Linked DNA regions of Bos taurus: region 2 is linked to region 1. A link is a contact called in public Hi-C data. All regions are on one chromosome and are shown on one strand. Each heading gives the region's core, a stretch centred on a gene start, on an enhancer-like site or on the middle of the called end of the contact. The rest is flanking DNA. Distances are from core to core; before and after follow the strand shown.

Region 1 (3,147 bases), core at 365-2,864:
TTGCTGGAATCTCAGGTGGAGATCATTTCCTCCCCTGCTTCTTCCCACTCGTGGCCATACCTGAGGTCCCCCCACCTGGCTGCCGCTCTAGGATCTGGACCGCCCTCGGGCCCTGGTCTACCTGCCTGGCCCGCTGGGATGATTCCACCTCTTCAGCGCCCCCAAGGGGCACCCGAAACACACTGCACCTGCTGGTGTGTGTCTCCCCTCAGCCCTCAGAGACCTGGAACTCCAGCCACACCACTTCACCCGTGCACTTGCAGGGACCAGCCGCCGCGAGGGCACACGGCGCGTGTTCATTTAACAACTCAAAGCAAATGGAGGAACGTCTGTTTAATGCTATTCTTGAACTTCATACAGCAGAAGATCTCCCCAAAAGCAGACTGTTTCTGTTGGTACCTCGTGACCCAGACTCCCTTCTCATTAGAGGAGTGTGCGTGCTCAGTTGTGCCTGACTCTTTTCGACCAAATGGACTGTAGCCTGCCAGGTTCCTCTGTCCATGGGATTTCCCAGGCAAGAATACTGGGGTGGGTTGCCATTTCCTCCTCCAGGGGATCTTCCTGACCCAGGGATCTAACCCATGTGCCCTGTACTGGCAGGTGGATTCTTTACCACTAAGCCATCAGGAAAGCCCAAACTCCCTTGTATCACGTCCCAAATGGACCCTGCCTTGTGAGCCTCACGGGAGGGCAATGTTACTCCTGACGCGATAAACATGTCACACGTGGAGACTGTGTTAATGATTACCCAACATGTCCAAACTGACTTGTGTTTCAAAGTCTACGGTGAAACAAGCTTTTTAAAGAGGTCTCCTTACCCATCTCCATCGAGGTGGATTTTTGTGTCGCTCCACAGTCGGAGAACCATCCCGATGGTACAGCTTTTACTACACAGGAGGGAAGAGGAGACGTCTGGAGTTAGGGTCCACCCTCCTGCACGAGGCCTTCCCTCGCTGTGTCTCCACCCAGCTGGTCCAGCTCATGGGGGGGAACCACCACCTGCCCCTGGTCCCACTGCCTAGGGGTGTATCTGTCTGCAGGGACAGCCCACCACTGAATTCGAGAAGACGCGGGCCTCGGATGGCCAGAAACCCCAGCTTAGAGACAGTCACGGGGGACCACGACTCCACAAATGCTAGGTCTCAGCTGCAGCTCTCAGGGGCCAGGAGCAACCAGCGGACCACACGCCCACAGCGCAGCAGGGGGAAGCCGGCAACGGCAGGCACACGCTTGGCACGAGGCCACACAGTCTAGGGGACACAGGCAAATTGTGGCAGCTGCCCTCAGTCTCCTGTCCTGGGGTGGCAGGGGTGGAGAAAGTGCCAACACCAGGACTGGAGTTCACTTCTGGACCTCTGTTTCTATAGCTGCTGTGCAGTTGGTGTTTTAAAATTGAGCTTAATCTGTGGGTTTTTTTTTTTTTTGCATATCCTAACAGCATATCCTTAGCCATCGCCTGCTTCTGAAGGCCTCTGGCAGGCTGCCTGCCAGGCCCGTGCCTCTCCTGGGGTCCCATGACCACGCCACACTTCTCCATCACTGGGTACATCACCCTGACTTCTGGTTACGGCTCTCTCCCCGCTGAGCTTACAGGCTCCTTGAGGCTGAGAACTGTGGATACTCTTGCTGCCCTGTGTGCCGGGCTGAGCCTATTGCCTCATACTCAGGAGAATGCAAATGCATGGCTTGCTTAATGAAGAGCAGGTTAATGAGGAATAAAGAGAGTCTACTCTAATCCAGTTTTAACAAATTCAGGTTCTGCAATGATCTCACTCGCATTAACTTCTCTGATATGTAAGGAGAATCGTTCACCTCCATTTAACACACATAATAAGATCTATGATATAACTATTAGAAACTTGGCCTCCAGTTACTGGGAAATTCCCAACCTCTCTTCAAGCCTTTGACCTAGGACCCATCAACAAGTACTTGGGAATCCACGGGATATTAATACTGAATCAGGCCCTTGATATAATGCCCATCGATCACATACTTTCATATGGGATGGTCAGCCTGGAAGGCGCCTTCCTGCTTTACCTGGTCCTGCTCCTGCTTGCCCTGGGGTATTCACCATAGCTGTCACCTCCTCCAGGAAGCCCTCCTGGTTAAAGTGCCCTCTTCTAGGGCACCCCTGGGACCCAGGGTTAAATCTCTAAGCAGAGTATAGACCCTAAGCTCAGCACAACACACGAGAGCTAAAACGAGGGGCTCCACGGTCCCCAGGGCCTGACCACCTTGTCATCTACTGTCCCCACCATGGGTGTGAGACCCTGGAAACCTTTTTCCAGCAGCAACTCCTGGCCGTGCCGCAGAGGGGAGCCACCGTGCAGCGCAGACTCACCTCTCCTTACTGGAAAAGTCGACTCCCAGCAGGATACTCTCCTCCGTGTCCTGGCGCCCGCTGCTGTCCACCACCACCATGTACCGGACCCGCTCCGCCCAGGCACTCTCCAAGCGCACGGCCTAGACGGGCGGACATGCTCTCGCTGCCTGCCTTTCCAGGCGGCCGCCCCTTCCTCCACCAGCCCAAGACCGGAGACTTTTGTTTTTATCTTTCCCCTGAGAGTTTTGGAATTAAGATCAAAGTCTTACATCTGGTTTATATCCCCAGCATGAGGGACAGCGCCTGGCTCAGAGGAGACCCTCAAACTTCGTTAAATACGGGTGAACAAATAAAACCCAGAGAAAGACGATTTCAGCTCAGCACAGACTGACCCAGAAACCTTATCCACCCTTTCCTGCACCTTCTGGGGGACAGAGGAGCAGATGGGGATTTGGCCTTAGTGAACAGCTTGGGAGAATTTGCTATAATGTAAGAGAGCCAACCCCCTCCACCCCCTCATTCCCCAACCTCCCTTCCAACTCCCTGATCGTCAGTAAGTGCTACCAAATGTCACCATTAAAAACGAAAACTTGCCACTCTCATCTCTTCTTACCAGCTTGATTCTATCTTCACAACGCAGAAGGTTGATCATGACTTGAAGATGTTGAGGCAGGTCCCCTGTTGGACAAATGGAGAAAGCTTAAAACAGGTCACCCACCTACGTTCTAGGCAGACACCCAGGAGGCTGGTTTTGAGGGTCGGAAGACATGGACTTCCCTTAGTCCACTCCTGAATGCTGCAACGAGTATGCGTGAGAGAGAGAG
Region 2 (3,078 bases), core at 252-2,751, 110 kb before region 1:
TATTAAGTAACATTTAAGCTTTTGAAAAGGTTAAAGATTAAAACAATTATTTTCTTCTGTATTAAGTAAATCTTCTACCATAAAAGAGTTTATGCGACTAGTTCATAACAAATTTAGAACTTGCCAGTGGAAAAAATCATGCTCAACAGTGGAACAAGTGAGAAGTAGAATTTTCCTTTGTTGGGGGTTTTTAAGGAGGAGACAAACAACTGTGTGTTTTCAATTGCTTAGCGGAGGCAGAGTCTGGATTAGGAGTGGTTAAGGTTCAGCTCGGCTGTTGTCCTGCAAAGAATCAGGACAAAAAGGGTGCCAGTCTGAGGACCGTAGGCAAGTCGTGAATTATGGGATTATCCATAAACCCGCCTTCTGATGGCTTAAGAAACCACCTAATTTCCCCTGAATGCTCCATCAGTCAGCGGGTTTTGAGGCAGATGTGAACCAGCATGGGAAGGCAAGGGGGGTCGACTTTGCTCCTTCTCACCCCTCACCCAGACCAGGCTTCTCTCCTCCGGACAGAACAGACTCTGGCCTGCGGCCCCTCTCCTGGAGTGTGGGTGTCTGCTACCCTCCAGTGTTATCTGTTTGCTTTCCCCTGTTTTTATTCAACGGTTTATGATCAGTAAAACAGCTCCACATTGAACTTGGCTATTTGAATGTAAAGCAGGACAGAAATTTTGAACAGAAAACAAGCACTGATTTAATCAAAGCACGAAGTCAGCACAGAAACAATTAGGAAGTGGGACTTCAATGACTCAACAGGAAATGCATTTTGCAAAATGAATTCTGACCAGGCTTGGGACAGAAAGCATGTAATTCCATATGCTGTCTCCAGGTGGCACTGTGACCGCGGGCTGCCGGGTTTTCCCACAAGGATCGTAAAACCTTCAGTGCCTGACTGACCCCGATTAAATAGTGCATTTTCAAAATCCCTAATGAGGCGTGGAGTGATGGGTGGCTTTGGATATAATCAGCATTTCCTGTCTTAAACATGAGAGCTCATAACAGGACTTCATCTCTTCTTTCTCAAGCTTCTTCATCTTTTCTTTGGATGGCAAGGAGATTTTAGTGATGGAGCATAATATTTATTATATACTTTTAAAAATGAGGAAATTCTTTGTCCCTTCTTTATCTCACTTTTGGCAGACCTCACGGTTCCGTCAACAAGGCTTATGCATTTCACGCAGACACCTAACCCATCTTACTATCTCGGTCACTCACTCAAGAGCATTTTCCTTGAGTAGCCACCATAACACAGGCCCATTACCAGGCAAGGAGGGGAAGGACAACTAAGCTTAGATCTTGCTCTCAAGGGGTTTACAGTCTTAACAAAGCAGAGTGGTCAGTCTATGAGACTGAAAGCAAAAGACAGCAAAGTCAAGCAGACAGCTGGAGCATGGGCTCAGGAACCAAGCAGATCTTGGTTCCACTCCAGCCCAGGCCTCTTACGTTGATGGTCAAAGGGCTCAGCGCAGGGAAGCGTCAGACTTCATTTAGTGCCGTGAGGACTAAACGAATTAAGAAAGTCCTGGAACAGTGCCTGACACACAGTCAGTGCCCCCAGTACAGTGCAGGGATGTGGAATATCCTAATTCTACATATCAGCTGTATGACCTTGGGGACATTCACCTAACCTATCTGGACCTCAAGCTTCCTCGCCTATAAAATGGGAATAATAAGGAATTTGCTCTCACTGGGGTTGTCTGGAGACCAATGTGACAACAGCAATCTAAAGCACTCAGAACAATGCCTGGCCTAAGGCAGGCTCTGGGTAAGTGTTAGCTGTACTTATTACTTGTCTTTTTCACTAGGAAACCAGAGTCTACATTACCAACGCGACACTGGTGTAAGCTAAGTGGAGTGAAAATTAAGTGTCACGAGGTTGCCTTCCTGCCACCTGAGTCTGGTACATCCAGGAAGATTCCCTGAGGAGACACCTCTAAGGATGAATAGGAGTTAGGTGATAGGCGGAAGCAGGAAAGAAGGAAGGGGAGAGGGAAGGAAGGAAATCAAGGATCTAGTTTCAAAAGAAAACAGCTGTAGGGAGCAATTTTCTAAAGAGTAGATGCTCCAAAGAGGCTGGCTGAGGGGCTGAGAGACAGCAGAGTAAAAAGATAACACTGGCAGGAGAGCCCCAGCAGGAGGGGACAGTGACGGGAACTCCTGTGCGAGGAGACGCGAAGACAGCAGCCCTCCAGCCTCTGCAGGGAGGAAGGTGGACTCGGGAAAGGCCTGGCACACCTGTAGGTCCTTGCACATGAAGTGGACACAGCCCTGCTCGGTGCCCGCTGAGCTGGCTCACAGGCCCGCTGGCACGTGGCTCTCTGCCCTTTGCTGGGCTCCCTGCTGCAGCCACAACGGCCTTCCAGTTTGGACTGGAGAGGTCGCAGGAGTCTCATTCAGCCTATGTTTAGTTTCCCTGCGCACGACCCGGGACGCAGCCTGGTGTGGCCGCGGGCCAGGATGTCAGAGGCCAGGTCTCCGCCAGAGCTGGGACGCTAAGTGGCCACGTCAGCATGAAGAAGGGGCTTCACTTCCTGGAGCCTCGATTTCCTTGTTTGATTCAAGGGACAGCAGCAGCTCTACCCTCTGAGGGTAACTGGAAAGGTCAACACGTGGAAACATTCTGCGCCCCCAAGCACCCCCAAAGGTGAACTACTGCGAACGGAGTGACCTTTGACAAAATGTCACCTCTCTTGGGCCTGGGCTTCCTGAGTGGTAAAATGGGACACGCTCCTGCCTCACTGCGCTGTTAACAGTGATTAAAATAAGCACCATGTGAAGGCTTCACACGGTGCCCGGCAAAATAAAAGGATCTATGTTCATGATTCTTCTTCTTGTTGGTAACTGTGACCCTTATGACCCCAATATGTAATTTTAAGTCTCAACAGCAGGATTCTTGGCAATGAAATTAATTTGTCTTCAAATTAATTCAGCCCTTTACCTAACTGCCTAATTTATGTCCAAGATATCACATGTGTGAAAGCTCTAGTTCATGCCTGGGCCAATTAGCACAAATGAGATCAGCTCTGATCTCCAGGCTGGTCCGTTAGCTTCTCTGTGTTCTGTGGCCACTGCAAG

The links. Hi-C and Micro-C count contacts between places; a contact is called where the count stands out from the background.
Region 2: a contact with region 1 is called in a Hi-C map of liver, with 2.7 times the contacts expected there. The contact joins two enhancer-like sites. A contact is called at or near these places in 2 of 11 Hi-C or Micro-C datasets (liver and skeletal muscle).

Annotation. Positions count from the first base shown.
Region 1 is chr17:64,155,733-64,158,879 of ARS-UCD2.0, reverse strand. It overlaps SSH1 (slingshot protein phosphatase 1), which reads right to left. Exons shown (of 15, transcript XM_024977791.2): 4 at 2,937-3,001; 5 at 2,342-2,463; 6 at 819-887. Among named protein-coding and RNA genes, the nearest start is that of TRNAG-CCC, 29 kb to the left of the region's middle. Within about 2 kb of position 1,614, at least 3 of the 102 cell types and tissues checked have an H3K27ac peak or open chromatin away from gene starts, as enhancers often do. A contact at or near this core is called in liver, where this site is marked.
Region 2 is chr17:64,265,739-64,268,816 of ARS-UCD2.0, reverse strand. The region is part of intron 3 of CORO1C (coronin 1C); the gene reads right to left. Among named protein-coding and RNA genes, the nearest start is that of SELPLG, 31 kb to the left of the region's middle. Within about 2 kb of position 1,501, at least 20 of the 102 cell types and tissues checked have an H3K27ac peak or open chromatin away from gene starts, as enhancers often do. A contact at or near this core is called in liver, where this site is marked.